6 separate regions of the Mus musculus genome follow, and all the other regions are linked to region 4. A link is a contact called in public Hi-C, HiChIP or PLAC-seq and promoter capture Hi-C data. All regions are on one chromosome and are shown on one strand. Each heading gives the region's core, a stretch centred on a gene start, on an enhancer-like site or on the middle of the called end of the contact. The rest is flanking DNA. Distances are from core to core; before and after follow the strand shown. Region 1 holds the start of Atg7 (autophagy related 7). Region 2 holds the start of Zfand4 (zinc finger, AN1-type domain 4). Region 3 holds the start of Washc2 (WASH complex subunit 2`). Region 4 holds the start of Tsen2 (tRNA splicing endonuclease subunit 2). Region 5 has its middle 37 kb from the start of Gm38876. Region 6 overlaps Vgll4 (vestigial like family member 4).

What was found. Hi-C and Micro-C count contacts between places; a contact is called where the count stands out from the background. HiChIP or PLAC-seq counts read pairs in DNA pulled down with a chosen protein or histone mark. Capture Hi-C pulls out chosen DNA fragments and counts their contacts.
Region 1: a Hi-C map of B cells shows a contact between it and region 4, with 9 read pairs. The contact joins the promoter of Atg7 here to the promoter of Tsen2 in region 4. A contact is called at or near these places in 1 of 484 Hi-C or Micro-C datasets (B cells), 1 of 115 datasets of contacts at active chromatin or transcription factors (pancreatic cancer cells) and 1 of 9 other capture datasets (liver).
Region 2: a contact with region 4 is called in an HNF4G HiChIP or PLAC-seq map of pancreatic cancer cells. The contact joins the promoter of Zfand4 here to the promoter of Tsen2 in region 4. A contact is called at or near these places in 1 of 39 promoter capture datasets (pre-B cells), 2 of 484 Hi-C or Micro-C datasets (CD4 T cells and regulatory T cells) and 1 of 115 datasets of contacts at active chromatin or transcription factors (pancreatic cancer cells).
Region 3: a promoter capture Hi-C map of adipose tissue shows a contact between it and region 4. The contact joins the promoter of Washc2 here to the promoter of Tsen2 in region 4. A contact is called at or near these places in 1 of 115 datasets of contacts at active chromatin or transcription factors (pro-B cells) and 2 of 9 other capture datasets (adipose tissue and liver).
Region 5: an HNF4G HiChIP or PLAC-seq map of pancreatic cancer cells shows a contact between it and region 4. The contact joins the enhancer-like site here to the promoter of Tsen2 in region 4. A contact is called at or near these places in 2 of 39 promoter capture datasets (hippocampal neurons and neural stem cells), 3 of 484 Hi-C or Micro-C datasets (the N1E-115 cell line and embryonic stem cells) and 4 of 115 datasets of contacts at active chromatin or transcription factors (embryonic hindbrain, embryonic midbrain, forebrain and 1 more).
Region 6: a contact with region 4 is called in an HNF4G HiChIP or PLAC-seq map of pancreatic cancer cells. The contact joins the enhancer-like site here to the promoter of Tsen2 in region 4. A contact is called at or near these places in 2 of 39 promoter capture datasets (embryonic stem cells and hippocampal neurons), 3 of 115 datasets of contacts at active chromatin or transcription factors (embryonic stem cells, pancreatic cancer cells and regulatory T cell precursor) and 1 of 9 other capture datasets (adipose tissue).

What each region holds. Positions count from the first base shown.
Region 1 is chr6:114,641,713-114,644,991 of GRCm38.p6, reverse strand. It overlaps Atg7 (autophagy related 7), which reads right to left and starts at 1,865. Exons shown (of 19, transcript NM_028835.5): 1 at 1,842-1,865.
Region 2 is chr6:116,262,315-116,265,756 of GRCm38.p6, reverse strand. Zfand4 (zinc finger, AN1-type domain 4) reads right to left here and starts at 1,538. Exons shown (of 10, transcript NM_001309446.1): 1 at 1,445-1,538. It overlaps Washc2 (WASH complex subunit 2`), which reads right to left. Exons shown (of 31, transcript NM_026585.3): 31 at 3,086-3,422. The coding sequence ends at 3,283.
Region 3 is chr6:116,206,269-116,209,471 of GRCm38.p6, reverse strand. It overlaps Washc2 (WASH complex subunit 2`), which reads right to left and starts at 1,439. Exons shown (of 31, transcript NM_026585.3): 1 at 1,345-1,439; 2 at 1,143-1,265; 3 at 354-518. The coding sequence starts at 1,265. It overlaps 9530062K07Rik (RIKEN cDNA 9530062K07 gene), which reads left to right and starts at 1,479. Exons shown (of 4, transcript NR_131013.1): 1 at 1,479-1,570; 2 at 2,215-2,318.
Region 4 is chr6:115,543,038-115,546,331 of GRCm38.p6, reverse strand. It overlaps Tsen2 (tRNA splicing endonuclease subunit 2), which reads right to left and starts at 1,641. Exons shown (of 12, transcript NM_199033.2): 1 at 1,604-1,641. Gm36355 (a long non-coding RNA gene) reads left to right here and starts at 1,685. Exons shown (of 7, transcript XR_869382.3): 1 at 1,685-1,990; 2 at 2,091-2,215.
Region 5 is chr6:114,981,173-114,984,198 of GRCm38.p6, reverse strand. No RefSeq gene overlaps it. Among named protein-coding and RNA genes, the nearest start is that of Gm38876, 37 kb to the right of the region's middle. Within about 2 kb of position 1,363, at least 8 of the 459 cell types and tissues checked have an H3K27ac peak or open chromatin away from gene starts, as enhancers often do. A contact at or near this core is called in pancreatic cancer cells, where this site is marked.
Region 6 is chr6:114,887,252-114,890,707 of GRCm38.p6, reverse strand. It overlaps Vgll4 (vestigial like family member 4), which reads left to right. Exons shown (of 5, transcript NM_177683.3): 2 at 1-91. Among named protein-coding and RNA genes, the nearest start is that of Vgll4, 33 kb to the left of the region's middle. Within about 2 kb of position 1,492, at least 214 of the 459 cell types and tissues checked have an H3K27ac peak or open chromatin away from gene starts, as enhancers often do. A contact at or near this core is called in adipose tissue and pancreatic cancer cells, where this site is marked.

The DNA.
Region 1 (3,279 bases), core at 616-3,115, 900 kb after region 4:
TGTCTTTTATTTGGTATTCAAGTATGCCATTTACTTGGTATATCTATGCATATTTGTTAAACATATATACCAGACACTGCTTTGTATGTTAGGATTTAATAATATAAAAGTCTTGTATCACAGTAGAACTGACTATAAAGAACTAAGTGCATTTAGCTACAGAGGAGAGAGGAAGGCAGTCTAGCAGTTTTCAAAGATACACATGGGGCAACTAAAAGCAAGTATGACTCTAATTGGGCAATGGGCTGTGACTGCAAGCCACAGTCCTTAACTCCTCACATGACTTTTTTGAGTAAGAACTGGGTGGAGGCAAGCTGGAAGCAACAGGAAGTCATGAGCTTTCACAAACCAAGGCCAAAAAAAAAAAATAAATAAAATAAAATAAAATAAAAAATAAACAAATAAACAGTCTATGGGAAAGGAAAAGCCCGAGGCAGAGCCCTCAAGTCTACAAGGCAGACAGGTCTGTTTACCAGTTACATGGGTTTTAAAAAAAGAAAGACAAAGTCAAACCAACATAAAAAGCCACCAAATTAGCACGTTTGAAAGGGAAAGCACATTTGTGACCAGGATTTATAAATAGGATGCCTGATATGGGAGTGAAGCTCTGAGGTGATGATAGAGTATTTGCTGTCAATATGACTCCAAAGTCTCTTTTTTTTTCCCCAGGAACCACTTTCCATTTGTTTACCCCTGTTTCCCCCCTGTATAAGCTATAAGGCACACACACACACACACACACACACACACACACACACACACACACCGTCTTGTAATTTATCCATTAGAAATAGGAAACCCTGGATGTAAAAAAAAAAAAAAAATCAATAAATAGTCCATGATATTATGATGCCCAGCATGCAGGAACACATCAGAAAAACAGGCGTAGTGGTACACACCTGTAATCCCAGGACTCAAGGAGGTGGAAGTAGAAATATAAAAACTCAAAGGCCGGCCTCTGCTTCACTGAGTGTTCAAAGACAGCATGGGGTGCATGGCATTCAGTCTTAAAAAAATAAATTAATTTATACTGGAAAGCTGACTCGACTCAGTGCTTACAAAGACCTGGGTAGGGTTTCCAGCACCCATATCAGGCACAGCTTGCCTGGAGCTCCACTTCTGCTGGGGTCCGCCATGTCTTGTCTCTGGAGGCATGAGACCACACACGCATACACGCACTCAAAGTTACAAATAATTTTAAAGAATTAAATAAAATTGCAGACGCAGGTTGATTCGGTCTCATCTCAAATTCAATTTGGCATGTGCTGGTAATTGAACCCAGGACCCTGGAACGCTGAAGAACCGCTCTGGGACTTAACTACATCCCACACCCGTTTTCCAGTTTGCAAAAGGGTTTGTGTCCGATTGCCTAGGCTGGTTCTAAATAGCAGTTCTCTTGGCTCAGGTTCCCTGCGGCTGGGGTCACCTCTCTCCGCGACCATGCCTGGCTCAGAAACTTTCTGACAAGTGCATTTGCCTCACCAGGCTGATTTCCTATAAAGTACTAATTTGTAATCTCTGGGTCCTTTAAGGGGATGCAGAACCTCTAGTAGAAAAGATTTAATTATGTCCTCCTCATAAGTAACAAGATCAAGTCCCTTCACAGTCCGGGGACACAAGCTTACTCCGTGGCCGGTCCACACACGCCAAAGGCAGCACTTCACAGAATGAGCAACCAGAGGCGCCTCCCGACCCGGAGATCGCAACACTCTCTGCCGGAGTACGAGGGGACCGAGTATAGACAGGTGAAGAATATTCCAGACCAGCCCAAAACTGGCTTCAGCTTTCCTAAGTGAACCCCGCCAGCCCCGGCAGCTGCTCCGCAACCACGGCTTACTTACCGCCGCTCAACTTCCGGCAACCACAGCCCCAGCCGCGCCGCGCGGCCCAATGACGTAATAACCCAGCCCACACAAACGCGGAAGCGCGGCGCGCATGCGCACTACAACAACAACGACAAAAAGGGTCCCCACAACCGCAATAACGGGGCGAAACTAAGGCTAACCTGTAAGCCTTTTGGGGCTTGTAAGGAAGATTACATTTTCCTGCGAGTGACTCTACAGTACTACGGAATTATTATCAAATTCCCAGGGTAGTACTAGAGTACAGGTGTTGAAACAAGGTTTATTTTTATTTTTTGCATTTTTAATTTTTTAAAAAGGTTATGTCCTCCTCATATTTACACTACATAGCCATGGCTGTTCTGGACCTGTATACATATACATCAGTCTAGTCTCGAACTAACAGAGATTGCTTACCTTTGCTTTGCCCCAGTGCTGGGATTAAAAGCTTGCCCAACCAAATATAACTCTGGAAAACCAAATAGAATCTAAAATATCCACCAAGCTACTGCAGCCAGCAACTTCAGTGACTATAAAATCACTTCTTAAGAACCTAATATGGGCCAGACGGTGTGGGATATGTCTTAAATTCCAGCATTTGGGCTGGGCGTGGTGGCACAAGATTTTAATCCCAGCCCTCAGGAGGCAGAGGCAGGCAGATTTCTGAGTTCAAGGCCAGCCTGGTCTACAAAGTGAGTTCCAGGACAGCCAGAGTTATACAGAGAAACCCTGTCTCGAAAAACAAAACAAAACAAAACAAAACAAAAAATCCAGCATTTGGGAGGCAGAGGTAGGTGGATCTGTGAGTAGTGAGTTCTGGGACAGCCAGGGCTACACTATCTCAAACAAAACAAACAAACAAATAAAACGAACAAAAAACTTACTACTGGGAAAACATTTTTTTTTTTGACAGGATAATGAACATAATGAAATGCTCTAGCCTGGGGAGTCTTGCACATGAGTGACTTCCTTAGCGACAAGAGTGTACTTGACTTGATTTAGTTCTATAGTCCAGGATGATCAGAGCTCAAGGCAAGCATCCTGATACCGCATCACCATTGCTGAGATGGCAGTCCACGGACACCTTTCCTGGCACACAGTGCCTTTGGAGTGCCTCTAGGGATTCATCATAATATCTTGGACTATTTATTGATTTTTTTTTACATTAAGGGTTTCCTATTTCTAATGGATAAATTACAAGGTGGTGTGTGTGTGTGTGTGTGTGTGTGTGTGTGTGTGTGTGTGTGTGTGCCTTATAGCTTATACGGGGGGGGGGGCAGAGTAAACAAATGGAAAGTGGTTCCTGGAAAAAAGAAAGAGAGACAGACAGAGAGAGAGAGAGACAGACACTTTGGAGTCAGAGTGACAGGAAATAATCTTAGACTCTGAAAAATAAGAAAAAAAACCCCACAAAATGAGCGTTAGGAAGAAGGCATGA
Region 2 (3,442 bases), core at 289-2,788, 720 kb before region 4:
TACTGTGGGTCAGAGCTGCAAGAGTACACTACGCAACAGTGGTACTGTTTGTATTTCACTACTCACTCTTACATCACTCATGGTAAATGTGAAGCCAGGTGATAGGGTATTTCCTAGCACATATTAGGCCCTGGGCTCAATCTGCAATTTCACAAAAACAAAACAAAACAACAGCATTATAAGAAGAAAAAGAAAAAAAAAACAGCATTATAGTGAAATACGCATAGGCAACATGTAATCCTTCAATGCACAGATCTGAAATGAGACTAACGTGCCTATAAGTAGAAGAAAATCAGCACAGCAGTAGGTGCATCATCAGTGGTACAAGAACTCCCAAATGAAGTTTGGTCCCAGTTAGTGGCATAATTTCCAATACACAAAAAGAACCGAGGGTGGTGACCATATCTGAAAGCAATTGTGTTGCATACTTTTTTGTTTGGTTGGTTGGTTGGGTTTTTGTTTTTGTTTTTTTCGAGACAGGGTTTCTCTGTATAGCCCTGGCTGTCCAGCCCTGGCTGTCCTGGAACTCACTTTGTAGACCAGGCTGGCCTCGAACTCAGAAATCCGCCTGCCTCTGCCTCCCGAGTGCTGGGATTAAAGGTGTGCGCCACCACGCCCGGCTGTGTCATACTTCTCAGCAAAGGAAATTAATGTAACAAGACAAAAGGTTGTGCTGGCCGGCTAAACCACAGCAGAATATTACATGGCCTAGTGGAAGCTCAAGTGGGCCAATGACCTAGCGTACTAAAACTGGGTCCATTGAGGCCTGCAAGCATCCTCAAAGTGGCCCGTGGTATGCATGAATGAGCACTGGAAAACCAATTGACAATAAAAACGTATAGTGATGTTTAATAATATAAGTAAATAAAACGATGATTAAATTGCTAATTTATCTTGAAAACTGTTAGAGAAAAATCAAAGTGAATTTCCAACATTTCTTTCATCTTTTGAAATGTCTAAAACCAACCAACAAAAGCGGCAATAACTGCACTCAAGGGGTAATTTCAGTACCTTGGCCTTTGCTTCCTTCTCGTCCACAGGAACTTAGTCACACGACGAGTTAGTTTTTAATTTTTCCCCCCAACATAAATATACCCACAATATGTTGCAGCCTTTTAAAAAGGTGACTCTTGTCCTTTTACAGATGTGTGAAAATCGAGCTACAGATTAGAACCACACTCTGGCCTAGGAGCGATGCACAAGTGCGGGGGTGCTGCCCTGGGGCCACAACCAGCAGGGACCACACTCAGACCCAAAGTCGGGTCAGCAGCACCCCGAGCCACGGGTACGACCAATTTGTCCGTGAGTCCGTAGGCAGAGAAGCACGGGTGTGACCAGGCTGCAGCTGAGGCGGGCGCACCGGGGCAGCGAAGACGCAGCAGGCCCTTCCACCACCCGCCCTCCCTCCGGGCCGCGCCGCGCCCCGCCCCGCCGCGCCCCTCACCCGCTCGCCCTCCGGTGGTCGCGTCCGCCCGCTCGCTCGCTCGCCTGCCCGCAGGCGGATAGGAGTTCGCGCGCCCGAGACGCCGGCCTACGCTGGCCCGCGAAGCTCCGGTCCCGCCCTTTGTGACACCGCTCACCAATCGCCGATCAGCGCTGCCGACGCCCTCCAATCAGCTCGCGAGGGGCGGGGCCTAGTCTTCCGCGGCTGGCGGTTGCTCGGACGCCGGGGTCGCACGGGCTTTCAGGAAGGGTTGTCGGTTAGAACTGGCCCGTATGTTGACTCTTTATAACTGGTTGCAGGACCCGTCTAGGGCAGGGTAGGAGACTGGAGACGGGGCACAGCGTCTGGGAAGAGCCGGCACCAGAGTGGCTGGGGCACTTCTAAGGTTCTTTGGGGATAGGAGGGTCTTTGGCATTTGTTATTTACTCATGGCCTAGGACACTTAAAAGGATGTCCATGCTAGTCACCCTTTTCTTGTACTCCACGTTCTCCTAACATTTCTGACTCAGTTGTGTCATCTGTAAAATGGGAACATTTCTATATGCCTTTTGCATTTGAGCAACTATTTGAAGATTATAGGTCAAACAGTCTCAACCTGAGCTCAGATCCCGTCCTACTTTTGCTGTGCACCGAGCTGAAGTGGGATATAAACTGACTGGCTTTCTGACTACACATGCCTTCCAACTAGGTTGGGCCCCTGCTGCTTCGGTTCCTTCATAGGAGGTTCAACTCAAGTGTTTTACCAGGAGGACTGCAGAGGACCATGAAAGCGCTCCCTCATAGTCAACTTGCAAAAGAACCCTGGCCCTGATCAGTCTTCTCCCACCCTCTCATTATCCTCCGAGACCTGAGCCACTAGTCTCCACAGTTTCAACTCCTCGGGACTGAGGTAGATGGTATGGTGAGGCCTTTTGTCAGCCTCTTGCTCTTAAACTCAGCCCATGACTGGGCTGATAACTTCCAACTCTATTGAGGCCAGAGCCATGATGGTAACATGAACAGAGCCTAGGAGGACAGTGCCTGCGCAGGACATCGTGATCACTCACAGCACTCACGTGCTCTAGCATCCAGTGGATGCGCTTAAATTTTATTTTTTTAGCTTAACATTTCATAACCTCATCAAACCATACATCACCAGTCATAACCTACCATTTTAAAGGGCAGACAAAAAGGTCTATTCTCAACAACAATCTTGCAATTTTAGTACTGAAACCATTTACAAAGGAGGAAACAAAAGCTATGAGAGGCAAATTTTTGCCTACAGATAAAAAATCCCATTTCCTGTCACTTCTGAATTCTGACTGGGGTAGCCAGATAATGTAGCCATGATGGAGGCTGTGTTCCAATAAAACTTTCTGCACATTATTAAGACAACAGAGGACCACAGTTCCCCTTACAAGATTGCAGACCCACTTTTTGGGAATTCAGTAGAAAGCTCTTCTCATGGGCTTAGAACCCATAAATGCATAACCTTTCACGTGCTAGACCATCACAGCACCCAGACCCACCGACAGAGCAAACCCTTCAGGTCTGGTGCCTGACCACTGCTCGATCTGCACTCCCTGCCCACACATGAAGCCACAAAGCAGTGTCTCCTGTTAGCATGAGCTTCCATGCACTCTTATTAAGTAAGAACAAACCTCTGTGAAGCGTTTATTTTTTATTTGTAATTTTAAGCATAATTAAAATCAATGCAGAAAAATATCAGCTACATTGGGTAAAGGAAGTGAGTGAGTATCTGCTTGTAAGCCCGTGAAGACAGCGTTAGGAGAGCACGTCACTACGTGAAAAACAGAATGGGAGGGTGAACTGTGAAGGCCCCGCATGCTGCGCATGCTCTACTGGCTTCCGAAGGCATTCAGGGGGTCATCAAAAATGCTGGCCACTTTGTGCTCAGATCTTTGTTCAGATGCTGCCTCTGCAGATTGGCTTTTGGGTTTGGATGCTTTAGCCTGGAGGCCAGAGGAGAAAATGTCATCTTTAAAAAGAAAAAAAGAA
Region 3 (3,203 bases), core at 190-2,689, 660 kb before region 4:
GAAGGCAAAAGTGGGGCACGTGAGGCCAAGCCAGGCTTAGAGCTGACCATACTGAATGAGCACAGTGGCTTTTTTGAGAGGCACACAACTCTGCTCAAATGGTAATTGCCCTCAAAACTAAAAACAGAAAAACCAGCACGAGGCAAACCTTATTATTAGATGTTTTTAAAGGTTTGTAAAACCCATGAACTTTACTGATAAAAGACACTGATTTCAGAGAAAGGAGCTTCAGTTACCAAGAACCAATCTATCCACCAAAACTTAGAAGAGAACCTTATTATCATTATAAATGACAATAGTTCTTACTCCCCAAAAGGGATTATTCGAAAGTCAGATACCATAAAACAACTCACATTCTCAATGAACTGGGTATTAGACAGCATGAGGAAGTCATTGAACACATTATGCAGACGACAATGTGTGGCTTTGGTCTCCTGAATTAATCCATCCACCTGCTTCTTGATTTCATGAGTCCTGGAGATAGTCTGCTGTGAGAATTCCTGTAGAAACTGTAGTAGCTATTTTGAAAAGAAACATACACAAGTATCAACACTACATGTGATTTAAAGCAAAACAAACAAACAAAAAACCCCTCCCCTTTTGCCCCTATGTTAAGAAAAAGGGATGATACTGTTGATCTAAGGTCAGGTGACCCTGGAAAGCATTAAGAAAGCTCATCAGATAAGTTTGTCCAGAACACAAAACCAGTATCACATTTCTACAGGGATTTAAAGCCCTGTTTGGTTGTCACGCTCCAGAGACCACATAGTGTGACAAAACACCCCAAATCCCACTTGTATGAAAGTTCTGAGCTCTTAGGTCCCGAAGTGAGCAGATCTACTCAAAAATATGTGCTGCCCCATTTAGCCCCAGTTCTAATACAGAAGGGCCTCCGTAGAGACAAAGCAGTCCTTGGAGAGGGCAGAAACAGAATCTGCTCAGCAGGATGGCGTGGAGGGCAAGGTTGAAAAGCCACTGCACGGAAGGAAACCCGCGTCTGCGCGGCAGAGTGCTGGGTAGAAGCCCACAGGGCCGCCCTCCCCGGTGTCTGAGATTGCGCCTTTGAATACTGGAGGAAGCGTGTCCCCGAGGAGGGGTAACTACAACTCTGTCCCTCCCTTGGCCCCGGGTCCCCCGCTCACACCGGCGTCAGCCGCCAGAGACCAGTTCTGACTGCTGCGGCGGATCTCCTCCACCGACCAGGGCCGTTCCCACACCGGCTCGGATGCCGGAGGCCGCTCCGAGTCGGGGCTCGTCCGGTTCATCTACAGCGAGAAGGACAAAAAGAAGAGCTGAGTCTGGGGCGAAGGATCCAGCCCTGCCCTCCTGGGCCGCCGTCCTCACCACGATGACACCGCCACTCAGCAAGCTCCAAAGTGACTACGGGAGTGGCTACTACACTGCCCACCCAGCGCGGTGGTAATCACATGGTTCACGTCACGTGATGGTGTCCTCACGTGACCTGGGGCGCAGCCTCTGATCGGGAGCTATGGGTTAGTAGCTCCTGGGTAATTGGGTTTGACCAGAGAGAAGGTGTTTAAGCGGCCAGCTAGTGCGAAAGAGGCGGAAGGTACCAGTGGGGCCCATGCTGAGGAGTCCCGTGGCCTACCAGGTGGGAGCTGAAGAGGAAGGAGAGCGGAGGACGACTTCCTGGATGTGCGGCGGCTTTATTGATTATGCATGTGATGTGAGACTAGCCCAGGGCCACAGTGACCCTCAATGTGTACATCTGCTAACCGGTTTGGTTTCAGTTCAATGTGGATCCGCTTGAAATTCTTGAAACCCTCAGCTGAGATTCAAGGCCGGGAGGTGGAGGGGTAGAAATCGAAATCCAAAGCTCCCCTGGCTGTCCACTAGCACTTCCTTGTGAACAGACCCCTTTCTGAGTTGGTCTTGCCCAGACTGACTTTTAGAAATAACCCCTTATCTTTCCTTTTTGTGTGCCCGAGAACAAGTTACTTAGCTTCTTCTATAAGCTTTCTTCTGCATATTAAAGAAGCAATACAGCCGGGCATGGTGGCGCACACCTTTAATCCCAGCACTTGGGAGGCAGAGGCAGGCGGATTTCTGAGTTCGAGGCCAGCCTGGTCTACACAGAGAGAAACTCTGTCTCGAAAAATAAAAATAAAAAAGAAGCGATAATAGGTGTTAAAACAGATAGTGCCTGGTATATGGTGAGTGCTCACCTTAGATCTTATCATTTCTCCTGTGCAGATTATTTTTCCAACTTTCAGATTTTGCTTTGTGGCCACCTCCGTTGAAACCTCATTAAAGATTTCTCTTTGGTATGCAACTAAGACAAATGAAAACCTGCTCAGGTAAAAATCTGCAAGAATTTTCACTGTAGTGTTGATCCATACCCAGAAAGCAGAAGCAATCTAAATGTCCATCAGGTGACGAATGGATAAACAAAATGCTGTAGAACCACGCAATTCACCAAAAGAAATAAAATGCTGATATATGATAGGGCATGAATTAACCTAGAAATACTTCAATTGAAAGAGGTCAGTCATATACATGAGCACAGGTTATTCTATTTATATGAAATATCCAGAATGGATCAATCCAGAGAGAGGAAGTAGGTTGGTGGGGGCCAGGGATTGAGGAAAGAAGGGAATGGGGAGTTAACTGCTTATGAGCAAGTAGTCAGCTGTGAACTAGTAAAGCCAGGGTAAAGGCTCAGGTTGGTTTCTGTAGCATTAGTGTGATTGTATCTGTGTTGCTGTTAGGGTGAGCAGGTGTTATAGATAGACATTAGATTTAGGGTTATGATTAACATTGTGGTTATGGTGCTATTTTGGGGGTTAGGGTTAAGGTGGCTGTCTTAGTTATTTTTCTATTGTTATAATAAAAATTACCTCAGAAGCAACTCATAAAAGGAAGGGTTATAGTTAGGATTTAGTGTTACGGTTAATGCTGAGATAGTTGTGAATTATGGTTAGGAGAGCGTTAGTCTTAGGGTGAGCGTAACAGATGAAGGTTTAATTAGGATTAGGGCAGCCTTAATATTCATTACACAGCTGGGTATGGTAGCACACAATTTCTTTATCCCAACCCTGAAGAGGCATATCTAAACTGATACATGTTTGTGTGAAGGCAGCCTGGTCTTAGCTTAGTATTAGTGTTAGGGAAGGGTGTTTGACTAAGGTTAGCTTAAGAGTAGTTTTAATAGAGTTTAGAATACAGTTTGAGGTAAGCAAACC
Region 4 (3,294 bases), core at 392-2,891:
GCCAGGAATGTCAATAAAGACAGAAGGAAAGATGGACCAAGGAAGTTAGAACAATGGACAAGTGCGTGTCAAAGATAACCACGCACGGGGATGGAGAGAGGCTTGGTAGGTACTCATCCAGAAGAAAGACCCAGGTTCAATTCCCAGCATGCACATGGTGGCTTATGCCCACCTGCAACTCTAGCTGCAGGGGATCAGAAAGCCTCTTCTGGCTCCCTGGGGAACAAAGTACTCGAACGTTACATGTCATAAAGCAGATACATACAGCCAGGTACATATGTATAGGGTAGACCAGACCAGGACGGTGGTCTGGAGGACTGGATATAAAGGCTTTTAGTTGCTTCTTTTCCTAGTGCTGGGAATTGAACTCAGGGCCTGGATCATTCAAAGAAAACTCTCTATCAAAGGAGCCACAGTCCCAGCCCAGCCACATTCTTTTTTTTGTTTGTTTGCTTTTTTGTTTTTTCGAGACAGGGTTTTTCTGTGTAGCCCTGGCTGTCCTGGAACTCACTCTGTAGACCAGGCTGGCCTCAAACTCAGAAATCCGCCTGCCTCTGCCTCCCAAGTGCTGGGATTAAAGGCGTGCACCACTATCGCCCGGCTGCCCAGCCACATTCTTATTCCCATTGTACAAGTGAGAAGAATGGCTTGCAGCGTGTGTGTGTGTGTGTGTGTGTGTGTGTGTGTGTGTGTGTGAATGTATCTGCAAAGACTGTTAAGGAGAAACCTGCTCATGCCTGTCACCAGAGCACCACAAAGCATATTTCTGTCCATCAAAAGCAAGGCCTGTCCTTCATTCTTCTCTTAATCTGCTAGCCTAATATTCATTTAAAAATTTCGGTTTTGCTGACACGTGGCCTTGTTATGCAGCTTTGGCTAGCTTTAAACTATGATCTTTCTGCCCCAGCCTCCCATGTACTACAGCTAAAAGCACGAACCATGACACCCAATGGTCAGCCCAACCCCGCTCTATATGCTTCTACCGTCAATCCAAGCACAAAGCATACAGTAAAAGGTGGGTCCATATCACTTTCCAACACTCTTGGATCAGGGGTCAAAGAAGCCTCTCTTATGGCAAACTTACTCATGGTCTCTTAGCATGTATTTTATTTATTTATTTATTTATTTATTTATTTATTTATTTATTATTTTGAGATGAGGCCACACGTAGCCCAGGCTGGCTCCAAACGTGATATGTAGCTGAGGAAACTTAAAACCAGCTTGATGCTCTCGCTTCCATCTCTGGAAGTTGGGATTACAGGCGGGCAGCAGCTTGGTTGGATGCGGTGCTAGGAGTAGACAACAGGCTGCCAACCGAGTCCCATCCTCAGCCCCTCGTGGGCTCCTCATCATTTGCAAACACACTTTCATCTGTGTCCCCCACTGCACAGCTCCTGGGCCGAGGTGCAGGGCTGAGGGCCAAGGCAGACCAGCTTGGGGCTGGGGCAGATGGCATCTGTCAGCGAGAGCGAAGCGCTCCGCAGCCCTCGGGACGCTGTGCCCATGCGCGCTTGAGTGACAGCCACAGCTCCCACCCCGCTCCCGCCTGAAGTCGCTCGCACGCTGGACACAGAACGCGAGAAACAGGACTACTCAGTCTTACCTTTCGCCGCCACGCGCGCCCACCGTTACCCGGCAACCGGGGGGCGGCGCTGCAGCCGTCAAGCAGTGCGGCCGCAAAACCAGTTGCACGCAGCCGCAAAAGGGACTGGCTGTGTCCTAGCACAGCACGCCTGCGCACTGTACCGCTGACGATACATTCCGCCCCATCCCCCGGCTAAGTCTAATGAGGAAGGCTAAGGGGTAATATATCCCGCCTTAATTCTCACAGCAACCCCCAAGGTTTGTTTGTTTGTTTGTTTGTTTTCCTTTTGAGATTACATAGGTCTCACTGTATAGCCTTGGTTTGCCTGGAACTCACTTTGTAGCCCAGATTGGCCTTGAACTCATGGAGGGACACCTGCCTTTGCATTGCCAGTGCTCACTGCCTGTAAGTTCTAACACAAGGTCCATTTTTTAGAGATGAGATATGAAGCAACCTGCCCCAAAAGGCTGCCCTTGACCTCAGTGTGATATGAGATTTTTTTCAGCAGTGAACCCTGAATGCTACCAGGGAAGATGTGCCCACTGGAGCAATAATGGTGCGAAGGTTACAGAGGCAAACCCACATTACTGATTGACTCTGAGGCTGTTCGACGGAGGGAACTCATGCCTGGTATTGTAAACCTGATCTAAAGTCTCAGGAAGTCAAAGGCCCTGAGGAGAAACTGACTAGTATCTTGTTAAATGAAGAGGCCCAGCTACTTCCAATTTTTTTGGTTATACCCACAGCTTAGTGTTACCTTCGCCCCTGGCCAGAGAAGCTCCTCTCTGCAGAGGGCTGTGGTGACTACACAGGCTCAGTACTGGTCAAAATGCTGGCAAGTGACTGCTGAGAGCTCAGCTTTAAATGGGGTATCTATATTAACCCTTGCCTGCCCGAGGCTGAGGAAACATGGAAAAGGAGGGTGATGCAGAAAGGAGGCAAGAGCCAGAGGATGGGAGAGTGCTGTCTTCTGAACATGACAGAGCCCAAGGCATTCACGGACTCACAGCAGACTTGGGTACCTACATAAGGCGTGGTCAAGATCAAGCCTGAAAGATCAGTTAACCTTCTAGCCGGCAGTACTGACTGTATTTGATGGATGACCAAAAAGATAAAGGGCAAAGGGAATGAAGATAGGAAGGGATGAAGGGATGTGTGGGCAAGTAGAGGGATGGGAGGGGAGAGCTGGGGGTGGCTGTAGTCAAGATACACTGTATGAAACTGTTTAAGAATACACAAAAGATAACAACAAAATGTAAAACAAAGAATGCAGACAGGCAGGTAAAGTTTCTGTCAGGTGTGGTGGTGAGTGCCTTTAATCCTAGCATTTGGTAAGAAGCAGCCAGATCTCTATGAATCGAAGACCAGTCTGGTCTACATAGCAAGTTCCAGATCAGCCTAGACTATATAGTGAAATCCGCCTCCCCTTCCTCCCTCCTTCCTTCCCTTCCTCCCTTTCTTCCTCCCCACCCTCCCCTTCCCTAGGTTGGGGTGTGAATTAGTTGTAGAGCAATTGCCTATCATGCAGAGGTCCTGGGGTCCATAAAAACAAAACAAAACAAAACATAAAAATGTTTCTCACATTTCCAACTTTTGCTATCTTGTTTCTTTCATATTCTTCATATCTCAACCTCCTTATTGGACTATTTGAAGATAATTCCTACCCACACATGGTGGTATGTATTTATAGTCACAGTTACTATGGTAGC
Region 5 (3,026 bases), core at 114-2,613, 560 kb after region 4:
TGCAACTCCAGGAAACTTCCTGAGCATCCTGGGCCCACATTCTGTTCATATAGAGGGCAGAGGACTACTTACTACTGACTTGAAGGATTCATCACTGTGAATATCAGCTCAGAATCTACTTGGCACACCCCTGATGAGGGTCAGGAAGAGAGTGGACCCCAAGGAAATGATGGCTCCTGACCTGCATGGAAAAGACACTACTACTACTACTACTACTTCCAATGTATACAGAGGGCGCTGGAGAGATGGGCCCATGGTTAGGGGCACTGGCTGCTCCTGCAGGGGATCTAAGTTGGATTACCAGCACCCACCCAACTGCCTGCAACTCCAGTTCCAGAAGATCCAATGTCCTTGACTAGGCTCTGCAAGCAGTGTATGCACGACACAGACACACAGACACAGACACACACACAGACACACAGACACACACACACACACACACTACATCGCAAAAATTCTTCTAAAAATGTTTATTAAATGGGGAATGGCATTCAGTAACCAGTAAAGGGAGGAGAAGCCATACTCTCAGGTCCTGTTGGCAGAATCTAACATGCAGTAGCTGTTCAATAACTGTGACATTGAAAACCATCGTGAGTCTTGAGCACCTCAAAAGGCAACAACACTTAGCATCTACTATAGTCCAGGTACTATAAAGACCCGAAGGAACTTATTTTTAAAAGGAAAGCTAGAATTTGACTCCCAGATTACCTGATGACCAGTCATTATATGATGCTGGACCATGCTAATTTCACTCATGAGGATGAACAGGCATGAAGCAGGATCTACCTTGGGGAGGATAGATGTTTTATGAATGAAATCACGATGGGTTGTGCAAACAGTCTGGCAAATCTGGACCCTATAGCCAGCATCCCCCACAGGGTGAATGAGTCAGTCAGCTCTGCGCTGTTCAGTGGTGTGGCCAGCAGGGCAGAACTCCTTAGAGGTTTTTCTGTGGCTCTGGGGGTCTCTTGGTTGTGAGAGGATGGGTACTTTACCAAGCTGCCTTGGCAGCAACTGTTGAATGCAGTTTATAGCAAAGGTGACAATGTCCTTCTCTTCAGGGTCAAGCTGAGCATCGTGGCTGGACAGAATCAAGTGTCCCTAACACTGGAAGGCTGGTCTGCTTGTCCAAGTCCCTCCCCATCACCTGAAAAAGATTCTGTGCCGGTAAGTTTTTGTCAACGTGATACAAGCGAGGGCCATCTGGGAAGAAAGAGCCTCAGTCGAGAAAAAGTTTCTATTTGAGGCTTGTGGGCAAGTTTGGTTTTGTTTGTTTTTTGATTAATGATTGGTGTAGGAGGGTCCAGCCTACTGTGACTGGTGCCACCCCTGAGCAGGTGGCTCTGGGATATATAGAAATGCAATCAAATCAAGCCATGAGAAGCAAGCAGGTAAGCAACGCGCCTCCATGGCTCTGCTTCAGTTCCTGTCTGCTGGTTCCCATGAGCTCCTGCCCTGGCTTCAGTTAGTGATGAACTGTGATCTGGGAAGTGTGAGCTGAAATCAACCCGTTCCTCCCCAAGCTACTTTGAGCCATGGTACTTACCACAGCAATAGAAAGCTGCCTGGTGGGCTTGTTCTTTGGGTCACTCAGAGGAAGATGTCTGCAAGGTCCAGACTTCTGATGAGACGTAGCTATGCCATTCTTTGCCAGATCCCTAGATATTGTGTTGTCTGGTCTCTCTAACTAACTGTGAATGCCATTCCTAAGGCATCCTTTGCCAGCTTAGGGTAGGCATCTGGCCAGGCTGGGGCTGAGGAAACTAGGGAGGTAGGGAGAAAGGACCCCGCCAACCAGGCTCAGGATAGTAGGCTTTCCCAGTGTTTCTCAGGCTTAGAGGACATACCTAGCAAGCTTCCTATGTGGGTAGTGTGAAGACTGGAGAGAACAGAATTTTAGTCAGATGTGCTCAGTTGCTGTTGTGGCTCCTCAGGAAGGTGTTGTGGGTTGAGATGGTCCTCTGCACTTCAGCCTGGCTCTGTCAGGCCAGCTGTGCAGTCTTGGGGAAATAGCTGAACCTCTCTGAGCATTGATTTGCTCAGATAAAAAATGGTGAGTGATAGACCTGTCATCACAGTCATTGTAAAGGTGAACTTTGATCTCCCACTGTGAGACACTGAAGAGGGACATGGGATCTGATGTTAGATGCTTGGAGGAGGGACTGCAGGAGGTAGGTGCTCGGGGTTTGGTTGTCAGGTCTTCAGGGTGTAGCCTTATGGTCAACATGCAGATACCTGTGCAAAGATGGAGCCAGGGCCTTGGATACCGTTGGCTGGGTGAGGGCTTGTTTGCATGCAGGCATCCTGGATTCAGTCTCTGGAACTACCAAAACAACTACCAGATTTATAAAGAAGAGGAAGCAGGACTCGTGTGACTCTCCCTATCTGTCACCATGACTGCTGCACCATCTGAGACTCGGCCAGCAAACAGTCCCTTGCCAGACACCTGGGGCCATGCGCATGCACTTCCCACCTCCTAAATTATGAATCGAAGAAACCTTTCCTCTTCTTAAACATTAAAAAGCTACACTTATTAATTTGTGTGTGTGTGTGTGTGTGTGTGTGTGTGTGTGTGTGTGTGTGTGTGTGTAGGCCAGAGGACAACTTGTACAGTTGGTTCTTCCCTTCTACAGTGTGAGTTCTGTGGATCAAACTCAAGTCATTAGTCTCGGTGGTAAGCACCTTTACCCAACAAACCCAAACCTTATTTCTTTATAAAGTTGCCATGCTTCTGACATTTGGGTATAACAACAGAAAACTCACTATGACACTTGGTTTAGGTCTTTTCCTCCTGAAAGCAATCAATTCCTAAGACAACTTTTCTCTCCCCTCCCCTCCCCTCTCCTCCCCTCCCCTCCCCTCCCCTCCCCTCTTCTCACCTCATATCTTTTTTTCTTTGCCTTTTCTTTATTGTCATGTTCTCTTGTAGCCCAGGCTAGCCTTAAACTCCCCATGCTGCTGAGGATGGCCTTGAGTGTCTGATTCTCCTGCCTCTACCTTCCCAGCGGTAATAAGATTACAGATGT
Region 6 (3,456 bases), core at 243-2,742, 660 kb after region 4:
AGAGGAAATTCAGCATGGAGCCCGGGGACAAGGACTTGGACTGTGAAAACGACCACGTCTCCAAGATGAGCCGCATCTTCAGCCCCCATTTGTAAGTTCCACCCTCTTTGGGATCTTGCCTGCTCTGGGCTGGGCTGTGTTTCCCTTCACCTTTCCTCCCATCACGTCATCATGATTTCCTTAGTTATTGATAGAGGACGTTGTTTATAAAAGATAGGTGGTGTTTATATGACAGGAAGGTGTCGAGCTGACTTTAGTGACTGGTGCAGAGATGACATCTTATTTCTTTTCAACTCCGACAACCTCTCATGTTGGAGGGGAGCAGCCCTGAAGGTGAACTATGGGTGCTGTTTGGAAAACTTGGCTTTTGCTTGCCAGTCTCCTCTGCTGGCCATTATGCAAATCGATACTGGGTGTTTGTGAGTTACCCAAGTGGAAGGCTGTTGCATGGGCGTTCAGTATTGCACCCTGTTGTGACCATGCACCGCACTGTGCAGCTGGGGGTAGCCTGGAGCCATGGTGACATCTCTTGGTGTCAGATCCTTGATTGGCATTGCAATTGATTGGATTACCCTAGTGTCTTCTCTGATCCTCATTCTCTCTCTCTCTCTCTCCCTCTCTCCCTCCCTCCCTCCCTCCCTCCCTCCCTCCCTCCCTCCCTTCCTCCTCCTCCTCCTCCCCCTCCTCCTCCTCCTCCTCCTCCTCCTCCCCCTCCTCCTCCTCCTCCTCCTCCTCCTCCTTCTTCTTCTTCTTCTTCTTCTTCTTCTCTCTCTCTCTCTCTCTCTCTCTCTCTCTCTCTTTCTTTCTTTCTTTCTTTTCCAGACAGGGTTTCTCTGTATAGCCCTGGCTGTCCTGGAACTCACTCTGTAGACCAGGCTGTCCTCGAACTTAGAAATCCACCTGCCTCTGCCTCCCAAGTGCTGGGATTAAAGGCGTGTGCCACCACTGCCCTGCCTGCCTGCCTGCCTGCCTGCCTTCCTTCCTTCCTTCCTTCCTTCCTTCCTTCCTTCCTTCCTTCCTCTCTCTCTCTCTCTCTCTCGCTCTCTCTCTCTCTCTCTCTCTCTCGCTCTCTCTCTCTTTCTTTCAAACTTTATTTTCTTTCTTTTATTTTTTTAAAGATTTTATTTATTTTTATGTGCATTGGTGTTTTGCCTGCATGTATGTCGATAGGTCTTCTGGAAGAGCAGCCAGTTCTCCTAACTGCCTAGCCTTCTCTCCAGCCTATCTCTTAAACCCATTTTCAACTCAAAGCGGCTTAAGCTGGCGTTCTCTGAATCTGTGACATGGTCTGGCCGGCTAAGACAGTGTATGTCACATTGCACTTTCAGGACTTGGTGTCTGGGCTGTGGCAGTTGTGTAGCCAGTCCGTGTCCCCATGTGCAGATGAGTGGTTTGTAGTCACTGGGATTGCTCCCCAGCCCGGGCTGGCTGATGCTGGCAGCAGCAGGTGCAGTGCAGGGTCCCTCCTGCAGACCGCGCTCTGTAGCTGGAGGCGGCTCTGGCCTCTGCTGCCTCAGCCCGCGTCCTCACATTCCGCGCATGCCAATCTGCCTGCTCTGTTGTGTTCAGTCATAAGACACTGACAGAGGTATTTATCCTCAAATAAATCACTGTAGTGTTAGTCAGAGGCTGAGCCTGCAGTCTGGAGCCTGGAATTTGCTACACTCAGGAATCTAGCAGCGGAGGCTGCGCAGAACAGCGCCCTCTCTCACTCACTGCCTGGGAGGGAATCAGATGGCGCTCCTCGCTGAGAGGCCTGGCATCCATGCTTGTACTACCCTCCATCCAACTTTCCCAAACCCAAATGAGAGACTCTTGACCCTTTGTTTTATTTTTTCAAGGGAGGGGAAGGGAAGAAGAGGCAGCCTTGTGACTGTGTAGACTGGGGCCATGCTTTAGTTGAAGTCCTCCTGCTGTGGCTTACCAGCTGTGAGACCTGGTGTTTCTGGGCCCCATGTCCTTACTGTCAGATGGCAGTGATCGGGCTGGCAGACTGAGAATCTCAGAGTTAAATCAAGGAAATACTCAGGTGGATACTATTATTCATAACCTCACTGTGCAGATGTTGGCTGTGGGGACAGCAGAAAACACGAGTGTGATGAGTGTTTGAGAATGTGTGTCTTAGGCTGGGTACTCTGGCTCAGATGCCACCTTCTTCTTGTCCCACGGGGCAGTGAGTATGCCTTCTCATTAGATTATTGTAAGGATCTAGTGCAGTGCCTGGTGGCCCGGCTTCCGTGACCCAGAGTGGCCTTGAACTCACTAGGTAGCCCTGACTAGCCTTGAACTCTTGATTCTCCTGCCTCTGCCTTCCCATCATGGGGATTATGGACGGGCACCATCATGCCTGGCTGTAGTTAAAAACATTAGAGTATTAAAATAGTTGAGAAATCATTTTGTAGCTCCTTGGTGATTGAAAACAAGAGCTTGAAATACCGGTCTGTGTCGACACTCTAAAGAGCTTTAAGCCTACAGGATGGTGAGGGGTAGCAGTGGTATGGCTGAATGGCAGCATCTGCCTGGTGCCCATGGTCCTCACGTAGCCCCCAGCACTGTGGAAATGAGAGAAGAATCGTCAGATTTGGTGCTCAGCTCCCAGTTAGCATCATTATGCAAAGTTTGAGGAAAACTAGAAACTGTGCCCTCATTCTGCCAGGCTCTCTGGGCTCCCAAAGGAAAATCCAGGTAGGTGGATTTTCCCCATTTAAAAAAAAATTATAGTAAAATACACATATAAATTCTGTGTGCATGTTCATGTATGTGCATGAAGGTGCACATATGTGTAGGTGTGTGTGGAGACCAAACATTGACACTAGGTGTTTTCTCAATCTTGCTCACTCGTGTTGTTGGTACTTGGCATGTATGTTGATTGACTTGTAGATGTGTCTTGTTTGAGCTGTGGCGTGTCCCTCTTTATTTTGTGACTAAGAGGACATTAGGGCCACTATCTATGGGGTCAGAAATGACCCTAGTGTATTTGTATCTTGAAAGAGAATGTGAGGTGTTCTGGCTTTCTAGAATTTGCTAATGGTGTGTAGGCAAAGCATGCCTTGTTTGCTTTATCATCAAGGGGATTGCGCTGATGCTGAGGAGGGCACGTTGTTGAAACACAGTTTGAGCCACGAGCAAAGAGGGGCTTGAAGATGTGGTCCTCTGACCCCGTGGTGTGATGCTGACCAGGGCAGGTAGAGCCAGTAAGGAGTCCTGAAGTACAGTGGGAGCTTTGGGGGACAGGGGTACCCCTCAGGATTGCTCTAGTGCTTGGTCCTTGTTACCTGTCTCAAGTCTACCCTGCCAATTTTCTTGCAAGACTGGTGGCTCTGAGGAAGACAATTACTTCTGAGAAAATGTGCTGAGAACATGGATGTCAGGGAGTTGCCTGGGTGGGGCGGGATTACTGCCATGGAGGGAGGGGTTAGTGCAGCCTGTCTTGGGGGTGGTGTCCACTTTTCTTTT